4 separate regions of the Mus musculus genome follow, and regions 1, 3 and 4 are each linked to region 2. The links are chromatin contacts, called in public ChIA-PET, Hi-C and Micro-C maps. All regions are on one chromosome and are shown on one strand. The core of a region is the stretch at or near the end of the contact, and the rest is flanking DNA. Distances in the headings are between cores, read along the strand shown. Region 1 overlaps Pdlim1 (PDZ and LIM domain 1 (elfin)). Region 2 holds the start of Sorbs1 (sorbin and SH3 domain containing 1). Region 3 holds the start of E030044B06Rik (RIKEN cDNA E030044B06 gene). Region 4 holds the start of Zfp518a (zinc finger protein 518A).

What was found. Hi-C and Micro-C count contacts between places; a contact is called where the count stands out from the background. ChIA-PET counts read pairs in DNA pulled down with a chosen protein or histone mark.
Region 1: a contact with region 2 is called in an RNA polymerase II ChIA-PET map of memory CD8 T cells, with 44 read pairs. The contact joins the enhancer-like site here to the promoter of Sorbs1 in region 2. A contact is called at or near these places in 4 of 39 promoter capture datasets (cranial neural crest, frontonasal cranial neural crest, maxillary cranial neural crest and 1 more), 6 of 484 Hi-C or Micro-C datasets (CD4 T cells, CD8 T cells, LSK cells and 3 more), 4 of 115 datasets of contacts at active chromatin or transcription factors (effector CD8 T cells, epiblast stem cells, memory CD8 T cells and 1 more) and 2 of 9 other capture datasets (adipose tissue and liver).
Region 3: a Micro-C map of embryonic stem cells shows a contact between it and region 2, with 3 times the contacts expected there. The contact joins the promoter of E030044B06Rik here to the promoter of Sorbs1 in region 2. A contact is called at or near these places in 2 of 39 promoter capture datasets (cranial neural crest and second pharyngeal arch cranial neural crest) and 1 of 484 Hi-C or Micro-C datasets (embryonic stem cells).
Region 4: a Hi-C map of rod photoreceptor shows a contact between it and region 2, with 4 times the contacts expected there. The contact joins the promoter of Zfp518a here to the promoter of Sorbs1 in region 2. A contact is called at or near these places in 1 of 39 promoter capture datasets (second pharyngeal arch cranial neural crest), 3 of 484 Hi-C or Micro-C datasets (CD4 T cells, embryonic stem cells and rod photoreceptor), 3 of 115 datasets of contacts at active chromatin or transcription factors (effector CD8 T cells, memory CD8 T cells and regulatory T cells) and 2 of 9 other capture datasets (liver and pancreatic islet).

What each region holds. Positions count from the first base shown.
Region 1 is chr19:40,256,069-40,259,277 of GRCm38.p6, reverse strand. The region is part of intron 1 of Pdlim1 (PDZ and LIM domain 1 (elfin)); the gene reads left to right. Among named protein-coding and RNA genes, the nearest start is that of Gm41845, 14 kb to the left of the region's middle. Within about 2 kb of position 1,632, at least 125 of the 459 cell types and tissues checked have an H3K27ac peak or open chromatin away from gene starts, as enhancers often do. A contact at or near this core is called in CD8 T cells, LSK cells, Th1 cells and 5 more, where this site is marked.
Region 2 is chr19:40,512,091-40,515,564 of GRCm38.p6, reverse strand. It overlaps Sorbs1 (sorbin and SH3 domain containing 1), which reads left to right and starts at 1,829. Exons shown (of 29, transcript NM_178362.1): 1 at 1,829-2,194.
Region 3 is chr19:40,866,673-40,869,798 of GRCm38.p6, reverse strand. E030044B06Rik (RIKEN cDNA E030044B06 gene) reads right to left here and starts at 1,483. Exons shown (of 5, transcript NR_045343.1): 1 at 1,359-1,483. It overlaps LOC108168428 (a long non-coding RNA gene), which reads right to left and starts at 1,835. Exons shown (of 3, transcript XR_001782722.1): 1 at 1,652-1,835.
Region 4 is chr19:40,893,320-40,896,624 of GRCm38.p6, reverse strand. It overlaps Zfp518a (zinc finger protein 518A), which reads right to left and starts at 1,920. Exons shown (of 5, transcript NM_028319.1): 1 at 1,835-1,920. Mir8092 (microRNA 8092) reads right to left here and starts at 1,922; the gene lies at 1,836-1,922.

The sequences.
Region 1 (3,209 bases), core at 383-2,882, 260 kb after region 2:
CTTCATAACTGTAATTTTGCCACTTGTATGAATTGTAATGTAAATAGCTGATATGCAGTATATCTGACATATAAACCCTGTGAAAGGGTTGTTCAACCCCCAAAGGGGTCACCATCCACAGGTTGAGAACCGTTCCACTAGGGCATGGCTGGGCTAGGGGCTGATTGGGTAAGCCCTGGAATGTTTGAACTGTCATTTGAAAGTGTGCTGACTACTTTCACATCGACTTGACACAAGCTGAAGTCATCCGAGAGGAGAGAACCTCAATTAAGAAAATGCCTCTATAAGAACTGGCTGTTGGCAAGCATGTAGGGCATTTTCTTAATTAGTGACTGGAGGAGGGCCCAGTTCATGGTGGGTGGGGCCATCCCTGGGCTGGTGGTCCTGGGTTCTATAAGAAAGCAGGCTGAGCAAATCATGAAGAGCAACCCAGTAAGCAGCATCCTTCCACAGCCTCTGCATCATCTCCTGCCTCCAGGTTCCTGCCCTGTTCGAGTTCCTGTCCTGACTTCCTTCAGTGACAGACTACAATGTGGAAGTGTAATCCAAATAAACTCTTTCCTCCCCAACTTGCTTTTTCGGTCGTGGTGTTTCATCTCAGCAATCCTGACTAAACCAGAAAGTGTCTGTCCAGTGAGGCCCTTTGAACCTCAGCATGGCTAATGGTCTCTAGTCGTCTCTTTGCAGGAACTAGACAGTGAATACTGTGAGGACATTATTATTCATTGTTATTTTTAGATAAAGATATAGGGTTCACAGCCTGTTCTGTATCTCCAATGTCATATCCCTTTTCCTTCCTTTGTGTCCTGGGTTTCACTGGTGCCGTCCACATACTATGTGTGAGGCTTAGCCTGCTCTATTCTGACTCCTTGCATGCATGTATGTGTAGGGGGGTGTACGTACATGGATACGCAAGTACAAGGACAGAGGAAGACATCATGTATTCTTTTGAGGCAGGGTCTCTCCCTGAACCTGGAGTTTATCCTTTCCCATCCTAGGACAGCCAGCACGCACCAGCCATCTTCTTGCCTCTGTATTACCTCTTCTCCCTACAGTGCTGGGGTTTCAGGTTCACAGGAAGACCCTGCCCATCTTGTTACACAGGTGCTGGCATCCAAACTCACATCTTTATGCTTGTTCTGTAAGCAGTATTAACCACGGAACCATCTCTCCTGCCCCCATCATTAGCTTTTGGTTGCATTATAGCTTCTAGCGCAACATTTATCATCTGCCTGTCTCTCCAGGGACTGCGTGCTTCTAGGTGGCAGGCTCAGCCCTTTTCATAGAATGTGGCTCCTGGAATTCCCATTTCTTTAGTTGTGAGTGCTTGCTCTGTTTTGAGTCATTTCGGCAACCCTCACAGTAGCCTTCAGATGTCAGGGCTGCTGTCTTTATCTGTCTTGAAGAGCTAGGCACACAGAGGTGCTAAATCCCAAGGTAAGGCTATCAAGTCCTGGTCCCCTGCCTCTAGAAGTCACAACTTAACCAACAAGCTACTAGTCTTTCAGAATACATGGAGATGTGTGCAGTAAGATGTGGAGAGAGTGAGAGCGAAAGGAAGCCTGGGGGAGGAGGAAGTGTACCAGTGTCACAGAGGAGGGGCATAGCTCTTACTTGTGGTCAGGGTCAGGCAGCTGGCTCTGTGAATGTGCCTCATTGAAGAATGAGGGAGAGCTATGTCACAGTTCTGTTTTGCACGACTCTGAAGTGAAAGTTAAAAATCGTAGCAGGGTGGGGCCCCCAGGCTATTTCCTCCCCCACTCTGGTGCATCAAGTCTCTGCAGGATTAGGCCCATCCTCTTCTACTGAGGCCAGGCAAGGCAGCTCTCTACTACCTGTTTGCTGGGGGCCTTCTCCAGCCTGTGTATGCTCTTCGGTTGGAGTGGGGATGGAAGGAGAGGCTCTGGGAGGTGGGGGGAGCAGTGTTTGGGATGTAAATAAAAACACAAAAAGAGCTGACCCTGGGTGGGAGCAGGGAATCTAATAGGGTCTGAAGGTGCCTTATGATCATAGAGTGTAGAGTTGATGTGCAGGGTGCCAGCCTTCAGGTAAGGGGAAGGGGATGGGCCCAAGAATGCATTCAACTTGACTGCTACAGAAGCCAACAAGACATTCTTTTTTAAATATACATTGTTGCACCTAAGCCACACTACTTTTTATAGCAACAGTTTTGTGCTCTGGTGGGGGAACTGACTGAGGGAATTTGGAGGATGTCTACTTAAATAATGGGTCTGGTTTTTTGGAGGGAAGTATCAAATTCAGTTTTTTTTATTTAGAAATTGAGGCTGACTCTATCATGAGCTGATTCTGATGGAATTTGATGGCTGCTAAGAAAATTAGGATAGACAGTGATGTAGCGGATCCTGGAGCCTGCTGTGGCTTGCTCCTCACAAGCTGAGTCACCTTGAGCAAGTGGCTTAACCCTTGTTCCTCCATTTCCTCATCTTCAATGATGCAAATAACATTGCCTACCTGTGGCATCATGAGAAGATCATAAGCCAACTTTTCTAACCACTTAGATTGTCCTTGACATACAGTAAGTCTTATTAATAGTGGCCACTGTTAGAATTGAGGTTTGTTATGGTGTGTGGTAGAGTCCACAGTTTAGGACAGGAACTTTCCAGCAGTGAGATCTAGGACCTCGGCAGCCCTTCTCAATTCTGTCTTATGATTGGCATGTTTGATAATGGGTGGGGCTCTGGGCCCCAGCTCAGTGCAGAGTAGTGAAACTGTTGTTGCATGCCTGGGAGGCACCTGGCCAACAGGGCTTTGTGGCACTCCAGTTCTTTGTGTAGAAAGAAGGATATGGCAGATGTGCTTCTTAGAGTCTCTGCCACACTATTACACTGAAGCAAGAAAGGCTAGAATTTCCTATGAGGGGTTCTATATTAAAACTAGGCATAAGCTTTTAGCTACGTGAGTGTGAACCACTCACAACTTCTCTTTAGTCCTGTCTTTAAAATGTTGTCAGATAGATGCTTGCTCATCTAATCTGTGTGAGCAATGTGTTGTGAACACTCTAAATATATTGTAGGAATCCTCTCTGTGAAGGTAATGTCTGTCTGTGATTCATTTGATCTGCCCTCCCTATTCTCACCCACACTTGTCCTTTTGGAGACAGGGTCTCATGTAACCTAAGTTGCCCCAAGAATAAGTTTGAATTTCTGATCTTTTTGCCTCCACCACCCAAAATGCTATCATGTCCAGCT
Region 2 (3,474 bases), core at 580-3,079:
TGTGTGTGTGTGTGTGTGTGTGTGTGTGTGTGTGTGTGTGTGTGTGTGTTCTAAACCTTGTTGCCTGGATTTGGTAGGTAGATAACTCTCAGTTTCTCTGCCTTCTATTTCCTACCTCTTTGGCTAATCTCCTAGTATCACTGTGCCTTTAGCTATGTTGTTGTTAGATGTGTAGCGGTGCATATAAAGCTCACAGCCCTGGTGCAACAGTGCACTGTTAATACAGGCACATTCATACTTGCTGCTTTATTATTTTATAGACCAGAGAGCTGTTTGTCCAGACTGTAGCATAAGGTAACAGCAGAGCCTGGGAAGTGTGTTTTACAAAGCAACAGGATGAGGTCTGGGCGAGGCAGAGCCCTGTGCTGAGGGACCCCGGGTTCTCTGGAGGCTTCTTGTTTCCTTGGTTATAGCACGAGCTCCCAGACAGCTAGAAGTCTTCAATTAAAATACACAGACAACAGAATTGAGGACAGCAGGTGCTCAGCCAGGACCTGTCACTGTTCCCTGACATCTAACAACCTTTACAGACAGGGTTCCCCTTGCCTGTGCAGTCACTAGGTCCTATTCTTACCCCACCACACAGCCTGCTAACTAGGAACACAGTTGGGCTGAAGATTCTTGCCCAAGATAGCAGAAAAGAATTAATTGTGCTCAGGTGACTATTCTGTTGTGTTGGAAAGTTGTAAGTCAACTTGACACAGGCTAAGGTCATCTGAGGGGAGGGAACCACAATTAAGAAAATGCCTCCGTAAGATGGGGCTGTAGGCAAGCCTGTAGGGCATTTTTAAAATTAGTGACTGATGGGGGAGGTTCCAACCCATTGTGGATGGGCCATCCTGAGCTCATGGTCTTGGATTCTATATGAAAACAGACTAAGCAAGCCATGGAGAGCAAGCCAGTATGCGGTATCCCTCTGTATCAGCTTCCTGACTCCTGCCCTGTTTGAGTTCCTGTCCTGACTTCCTTCAATGGGGAGCAGTGTTGTGGAAGTGTAAGCCAAATAAACTCTTTTCTCCCCAATTTGCAGAGTGGTGCAGCCAATAATCCGCTCTAGAGGCTGAGTCAGGAGGTTGGCCTGGGGTGTGAGTATGTGGGGCAGCCTCTAATCCCAGAAGGTGGGATTAAGGATCATCTTTGGCTGCACGGTGAGTTTGAGGCCGCGCTAGAATACGTGAGCCGCCTGTCCAAAAATAAATAAATAAATAAATAAATAAATAAATAAATAAATAAATAAAGACTAAAACGAGAAACTAGTAACAACGTCTTTTTCACAAGGCTGGGAAAATCAAATGAGAAAATAGGGAGCATTAGGCAACTGTCTGGTAGAATATAATCAGACTGACAGTGCCATTGGCAAGCTTTTATTCACTACATTTTATCAAGAGGAATTATGGTGCCATTTTACAGATCAGCAAAAGGGCACAGGGTTAAGTAATTTGTTTATAGCTAGGACACACTGTTATTTTACGCTTACTGTTCTTTTCAAGCTCTCTGTGGGCAAACCCTTATAGAGACCACAGGGCCAGCGTCTGGAGTCACTCGCGGGCAGCCCAGGGTAGAAAGGGTTAGCGGGTGCGCGCGCGACATCCGCGGGAACCCGCGGGCGCGCGCCCCGCTCACAGGGACGCAGGCTTGGCGGCGGGCTCTTCCTCGCCTCCCCATTGGCGCACACGCCCCTTCCTGTCACGGCCGGCCAGGCCCCGCCCCCTGGGCGCTGCCGGAGTGGACGGTTCCAGGCCATGCTAATGAGGGGCTGGTCGCCGCCGCCCATTGGCCGGCCCCAGTGTCGGTGAAGTCAGCTCGGAGTAGCAGAAAAACAGAGCGGGGCTGACTGTAGCGTGGAGCGCGAGCCGGGCTGGACGCGCGCAAGCCCTTGCCGGGGACCCGCGAGGTAAGCGGGCGGCGGCTGCGCTCTCCGGCGGCAGCTCCCGGGCGGGCGCAGCGGGCCCCCGGAGCGGTGCCTTTGTTCAGCGCGCGGAGGAGGTGCTTTTAAAGGGCCAGCTGTTGGAAGGACCTGGGGGCCCCCCTTCTCCCAGAGCATCCCCGGGTGGCCGCGGGGGACCTTCGCCGAGCCGTGTCTCCCGGCTGCTCTGTGTCCCCTCTCCCCGTCCCTTCAAGAAAAGTTGCTAGGACGCGGGGAGGTTTGGGGATTCCAGGTTTCTTTATGCCTTTTCGTTTTTGGTAGGTGAAGGTAAGTGCGATCATGGCCTCTGCTTAGGAGGGAATGTCCGCCCGCTTCAGCCTGGCTGCAGTGTGGGTGGATGGAGACGGGAGAGCCCTGGTGGGTTTGCGCTGGAAAGTGAAACTACTGAGGGTCTTTTCTGCAGTGGCCAAAGGAAGAAGGGCGCAAGTGTCAGGATGGAGGCATCTCAGGTGTATTCATTCATCAGCACACCCTTCCACTCCATCACCTAAGCCGAGGGCGGCGGGAGGGGGGCAAGCACTACGCTGCTGGCCCAGACCAGCCTGCATCCGAGCGTGTTGGTGGGTGTGTGTCTGGGTATACGGTGCTTCCGCTCACCGCCCAGGCCCCTTCATGCTTCCCTGGATGACTGGATGACAGCATCTTGCAGGGCAGCCCATCACCAAAGGGACCTAAAGCTACTCCTTTCTCTTATTTCCCAGGCTGTCCCTCCCGGGGTTTCCACGGTCTTTTCCCTGATAAGCGGTGGTGACATTCGAGATAGGAGGGAAAGGAGGCTTTAAAGTCATTATGCTTCTTTGAAGGGCGACGTGCTGTCGATTTCTGTATCCTGGAACCTCTGCGTGTCATACTATGCCTTTGAAATTCATCAGTGCTTTTTCCGGGCGGACAGAATTTATTATGCATTGCTACATAGAAGCAGAAGATCCCTCTGAGCCGGCTCATTCCATCCTGTCCGAGGGTTTTCCCAGCATGTTCTGGACGAGCCTTTGGATTTTTGTTTGAATCGCTGAGCTCTGGGTTGCCCCTGTTGTCACACGGCCGACCTACTGAAATTGCTAAAATTGATTTCAGTCAGTAGGCGGGATGTTCATCTAGAGACACCATAGAACCTGCCAGGCATGTTAGGCCGCTGACTGATCCCCCCCCCCCCCCCCCGCCCATCTTCCAGTCCCCAACACTGGTGTGTCCTTTTTCTTCCTTGGAGAAGGCCAGGGACAGCTTGTCTGACCACATGCTTTTTTTGATTTTTTAAAATACCTCTCTTTACATTTAAGTGTGTGTTTTGGCTGGAAAGATATCGAGGTGGTGATTGAAGGGTGGATTAAAAGTGGGGTGGACAGCAGCAGGGGACAGCCGTGCCAATGACAGAAAACACACATTGGGAGATTTTATAGCTTCAGCCTTCAGTGAGTGAGTGAGTGAGTGAGATGTCTACAGGGTGAGGTGTGTTGGCTGTGAGGGGGAGGGGTGGAGGAGGAAGATACTGCCAACAGTTTTTTGCCCCACCCTCCTGCTGCCGCCTTAAATAACTCCTGGCCAGCCCA
Region 3 (3,126 bases), core at 234-2,733, 350 kb before region 2:
CATCTTAATTATATATCTTTATAGCCTTTTATTTCTGTGTTGTGTGGTTTTGATATATAGAATTCAAGGTTAAAAAAGAAAAAGCTCTTGCTGGGCATAGTGCTGCAGGCCTGTAACTTCAGTTCTTGAGAGGCAGAGATGGGCCGTCAGACTAGCCTTCATTATATAACAAGACTCTGTCCCAAAAATAAAAATAGAAGCTCTGTGGTAACAGGATAGTAGGAACCATTTCTATCATTCTCACAGTCAGGCATTAGCACAATGCCTAGCATGCATGCAGTAAGTTCTAGGTAAACATTTGCCAACTGAAAACATGCTGGCACAAGCCTGTAATGCCAGCATGAATGAGGAGGAGGGAGGAAGATCAGGGATTTGAGGTCAGCCTTAGCAACAATAGAAAGGGGTCTTGTCTGAAAGATACCCCCTCCTAAATCGCTAAATTAATTAAGCAAATCTTCATATTACAAATGCATTTTTAAAAGGTTACACTTGGCTTTAATTTTATATAGAGTACAGTATACCAAAAGTGCAAAAGTAAGGCTGGAGAGGTGGCTCAGCAGTTAAGAGCACAGACTACTCTTCCCAGGGGACCCGGGTTCAATTCCCAGCACCCACATGACAGGGCACAACTACCTGTAACTCCTGTTCCAGGAGATCTGACTTCCTCACAGACACAGAGAAAACACAAATGTAAACAAAATGAAACTAAATATATTCTTTTAAAATGCAAAAGTAACCGGGCTTAGTAGCACGAACTTTTAACCCTAGCTTTTCAGAGGCTACAACAGGAGGATTGCAAGTTCAAGGTTATTTGAAAGCCACTTCAGACAATTTAAAAAGTCTCTCCTCCCTCTCCCTCTCCCTCTCCCTCTCCCTCTCCCTCTCCCTCTCCCTCTCCCTCTCCCTCTCCCTCTCCCTCTCCCTCTCCCTCTCCCTCTCCCTCTCCCTCTCCCTCTCCCTCTCCCTCTCCTTCTCCCCCCCCCCCCACTTGTCAAGCATGTCTCAGTTCCTAGCTTTAACACTGGTACTAAAAAAGTGGGGTGGGGGAAGGGGAAGAGGCAGAAATCGGCATGCTATTTTTGTTGTTGTTGCATTAAGAGAGCAAACACTGGGCTTGGGAGATAGTGCAATTGGTTGCATATGAGAGACTTTTCCTGGGCAGACACAACACACACACACACACACACACACACACACACACACACACACTCACACTTGTATTTAAACACAGGCATGGACTCACTCCAGAAAGGGAACTCATAACAGACTGCATTAACGATTACAACAATATACAATTTGGTGAAGCAATGCGCTTTTGCTGGGGCTTTTGACAGGAGTGTGGGTGAGGGGTTACTTACAGGGAGCAGGGGTGACTCCAAAGCAGCTGCTGCACAGAAAAGTAAGGACCGAGGGAAGCTGCAGAGCCCGGCACAGCTGCTTGAATGCTGGAGAGAGGGAGACTCCTTTCCACAGTTGTTTTCTCCCTTGTTTCTGCGGTAGGAGGGTCCTTGAGACTCAAGTTTCTGTCCTTCCAGACATGTGACTTTCCGTTTACCTTCTAGTCTCCTGAGTTTCTACCTACCTCCTGGAGGGATGGTTTTAAAATGCTATAGTACAGTTGGTTAAAAACAAACAAGCAAATAGTTCTTACCTTGTAAGGGTGAGGACATGGAAAAGCCTAGGTATGGTGCTGGATATTTGTCATCTCAGGACTGGTGGGGGCGGGGGCGGGGCGGGGGAGACAAACAGATACCTGGGACTTACTGGCCAGGCTTCTCTCCTGCTTTGTGATTCTTTTGCGACTGAGAGATCCTATCTCTAAAAACAATGTGGACAGCACCTGGGGAAAATGACGCCCAAGGTCACACTCAGCATGTGCGCATGCAAGTGCAGGCACATACACAGAAAGCACACTGTCTCTAAATTTCTGTGTGGGTGTGTGAGTGCTTGTGCACGCACGCGCGTGCATGCCCGTGTGTGTGTGTGTGTGTGTGTGTGTGTGTGTGTGTGTTGTACATGTTCATGTGTGTGTGTGCATAGTGGTGTGCATGAGTATAAAAGCAGAGATGGAAGTCACTTGTCTTTCTCAGGCACTCTCCACCTTATTTTTTGAGACAGGGTCCCTCACTGAACTTGGAGCTCACTGATTCAGCTAGACTGACTGACCAGTGGGCTCCAGGGAGTTTCTTTGATGCAACTGTCTACATCTACTAGCCAGAATTTTGTTTATGGTTTGTGCTACCTGCCAGCCCACTCTACCCACGATAAAGACCATTTGAAAGATGCTTTGACTGGGACTTCATGTTGAAGTAGCATGGGAGGGGAGGCAGTGCCTGGGGAGGAGCCTCCTGGACTGACCCAGGGAGTCTGAAAAAACACATTGATTGTATAATCAGAAGAAGGGTGTGGCATGCTTGTGCATAGCTTCTAGGTCCAACAGTCTCAAGTCTTAAATGTGTACCAATCATGACCTTTTCCTGGGTCACTCAAGGGAGCACTCCTCCGGGTTCCTAATGAGAAGAGCTACAAGATGGGCAGGGTCATCTGGGAGTCACAAAGGGCATGTCACAGCTGCATGAAGTCTCCTGGAGCCAGGACAAGCTCCCTGGAACTGCTAAGGTTAAAGCAAAGCCTCCTGCAACTGAAGTCGATACTTTCAGCAACAGCCATGGTGGCAGCAGGCTTTGCAGCGGAATAGAGATCCTCTCAAGGGATCCAAGACTTGTTCACTGCTCAAAATGGCTAGGTTGCCATGATGGAAATCCAGTGTGTAGCTTAGGAAAGAACTGTTTGTTCTATAGTTCCCTGTTTGAAGCAGCTGTCAATCAAGTGGCTGGTATAACTAACTGTTCCCAACAGTTTGGCTACTTGAAAGAAAAAACTTTTAAAGGATTCTTAGGATAAAGATCTACCAGTGAAGTTAATATTCTCAACAGTACTTAACAGTGTTCCCCCATAGGGGGAATTGGGTCCCTCTGATCTCACTTGAGAACATTTCTAATTTCTTTGTGCAACAGATCTTTCCCTGTCACTTATGTATGTTCTTCTATATTAACTTTGCTCTTCTATATAATTGAAAGGATCCCAGTAACCTTTCCCCCTTTGTGATGATTGATATTACAAACT
Region 4 (3,305 bases), core at 671-3,170, 380 kb before region 2:
CCTTTTAAATAGAGCACCTGAAGAAATGCAAGATTAAAATCTTGAACTTAAAGGAAAACCAGAAAAGTAGTTAGACTGGTCAGATTAAGTGTTCTCTACAGGGCACACACAATGCTTCAATGAGAGTAAGCCCCAACACTTGCAATAAAAGTACATTAAAAGGGCATTGTAAGGTTTTGTGGGTTTTTTCACTCAAACTATATTTAGATAGAAAGTTTCTCATTTAAAATATTTCAAAATACAGCAGCTTTTGGAACCACACTATACTACTTCCAGAAAAAATATCATAAAATGTGAAGGTGGTTATGATAAAACCCTCCAGTATTTAAGTTTATTTGCTATGAGCTCACAAAGACACAGTCGCTGGAGTTGCTATCCTTTTATCTGTTCAGACATCTGACATATAATGTTTGAATTGGTAATCATAATTTGGAAAAAAAAACAGAAAAGAGTAAGGTCTACTATGCTTACCTACGCCATAGAAAGCCAACACCCCTCAAGTGCTAGTACGAATTGCCCCTTTTGACTTTCTAAAGAAAAATACAGCTTTGTTGAAGGATAATTAACAGATCTGCAGCTATAACTTTAAAAATGTTAGGGAATTTCAGCAAGTCTCTCTATTCATTCTGACCATACAAACTTTAGAGCACACTCAAATCAGACCTGTTTTGCTGGGAAAAAAAGCAATTCAATTATTATTAGTAAAATGTGCCTTAAGAAAACCAGACTTTCAAATTAACCACGCTGTGAGTTGTTTTTACATTACATCCCTGAGATAATCACAGACAGTTCAACATTCTCATGAATTCCTCAAAAACTGACCCCTTTCCCCATTTTCAAGACTTTTGAAAAAAATAATTTACAAAAACTAAAATAACCCAAATTTAAACCTGAAGCGAAAACTGACCCTTAACTTTTGTTTTCTAAACTTTGAAGTTGCATCTGTTCCATTGGTCTAGATAAGAGTTAAATCACATCATCTATGCATTCAGACCCAATACTTTTGAGTTACCAAAGCCATCTAACTCAAGATACTACCCACTTAACAAAGAGGACACCATGTTAAGAACAGATTCAAGATGGACCCTACAAGTGGGGAAAAAAAAAAAAAAAGCCCGTGACAAAGAAATCCATATGCCACTGGGTGTGGTGGTGGTGGGGGCAGTCTACAAGAGGACCACTTTCTTGCCCAACTCTGAGGGCGCGCAGTGCGTGCGCCAAGAGAGCGGGGAGTCTCTGCAAGGAAGAACCCCCAATAGCCATAGACTGGGCCCATAGTAGGGATGCCGTCGAGGCGGGCCCGCGAACCTACAGCTCGAGGGGTGCGGACTGAGGGCTGCCCAGCCCGTCTCCACCGGGCGCGGAACCCGACGAGCGATGGCTTCGCGCGCCAAACGCCCCCGCATCGCCCCCAAAACGCCGCGCCCGATCCGCCCCTTTCCCCGGAGTTCCGCTGCCCCTCGGGCGCGCGGATGTACACTGTCGCCGCGCCGTGCGCGCGCGCCCAAGTCCTAGGCTCTGAGACCGTGGGGGAGTTCTTAGGGACAAACTTACAACCAGCCCAAGCCGAGACGACAATGACCAGCCCTAAGAGCTAGCAAGAGCCCCGGGTTAGAAACCAAGGACTTCTCTAGAAAACTTTGCGGCAAGTTGGCCGGAAGCGCTGAATGGACGGGACTATTTAACATGAGCTTCCTAGCGCAAGAGGCGGATCCCCCCCAAGACCATTTGGGGGGAACCCTAGCACCCCACGATTTCGCCCTTGGCCCCTTGCCGTCTCTCTGTGCGTCCCGACATCCTAACTGGTCTTGGCGGCTCCGCACACAGGGAATACCTGCCGTGGTCCCCATTGCCTGCGAGTCCCAGATGGCGGCCATTACCCCTCCATCCGGGTACTGCCGGAAAGCCGAGCGCCGCGCTGCCGGCAGCGCACGCTGCGGCGGAGGGATCCGCGCTGCACCTGAGGCGAGCGGAAGGGAACGGCGGCCGGAAGGGCCCCCGCCTCAGCCTCCCGAGAGTAGGCCATGGCGCTGAGTCCACGGCTGACCTCGTCATACGGCGCCTCCCTGCGTCCCGCCTCACCGCCCCCCGTCTACTCACCAGCCGCGGGGATCCTACTGCGGGGGGAAGAACGGGGAAAATGGCTACCGTCCTTTCCCAAGTAGACACCAGAAGCAGGAACTGGTGTGCTTGGCAAGCCTTGGTTGACAGGAAATGGCCTCAACCCAGAGGTTTTAGGCAGCCCCCATCTTAGCAAATGGCGTGTTCCCTGTACTTACTCGGATCACGCGAGTTGTGGTATCCCTTTGACGTCCCAGTGGTTGGACGAAGCTGCTACCCAAAGCTCTGGCCCACAAGGGAGCCAACCCTGAGCTCCAGAGCAGCCCCACGCACAGGCTACCTGTGAGGGACACTCTTCTCTCCCGCCGCGACACGACCTCCTCCCACGGCACGGAGGACTCGTCTGAGCGAAGGAAGTCCTCTCAGCGAAGGAAAACCCTCGCACGCCCCTCACAGACTCAAAAATGGAATCCTTGCCCCCAAGAAAAGAATCCTTCCCCACCCCACACAAGAGTCGTACAAAGTCCAAATGTGGCTCCTCTCTTTCAGAACGTTTCAGAAGCCTACTAATCTCACTTGGTAAATAATTACCTCCCTTAAAAGAAAAAAAGGACAAAAAACACACGTGGAAGCACTGTGGAAACTGCCGCCGTCAAAAACTCGAGGCGGAGGGATATAGCAAAATATAAAAGATCGAATCTGAGAATTTTGGCTTCAACTGTGGGCCGTAGTTTTTTTTTTTGGGGGGGGGGATGCGTGGGGGCAAGGGGTAACCCAAATAACTCCTGACACGCACAAATTTTTCTTAAAACCAATTTTAAAACTGTTAAGAATTTTCCACTTTCTTAGGATATGCTTTTGAACGCATTGACCTGTGCCACACGGACTTTACCCTTTAAATTAAAAAAAAGAAAAAGAAAAAGAAAAAGAAAAAGAAAGGAATAAAACACACACGGAGAACCCTTAGTTTTGGGTGGTTTGTACAACAGTCCTCCTAGAAGCGGCAAGCTGAAATTCACACAAGAAGTACAAACATAACTATAAAAGTGAAGGTGAAATCTATTAATATCAAAAGGGCATATTTATAATCTATAATGATGTTTGCAAAATAGATTTTCTTTGGGGGGGGGCAGGGTAACAGGCCCTGAGACAGTGTAACAGAGCCCTGGCTGTCCTGGAACTCAATTTGTAGACCAGGCTGGCCTCCAGCTTACAAAGCTCTGCCTGCCTCTGTTTCCTGAGTG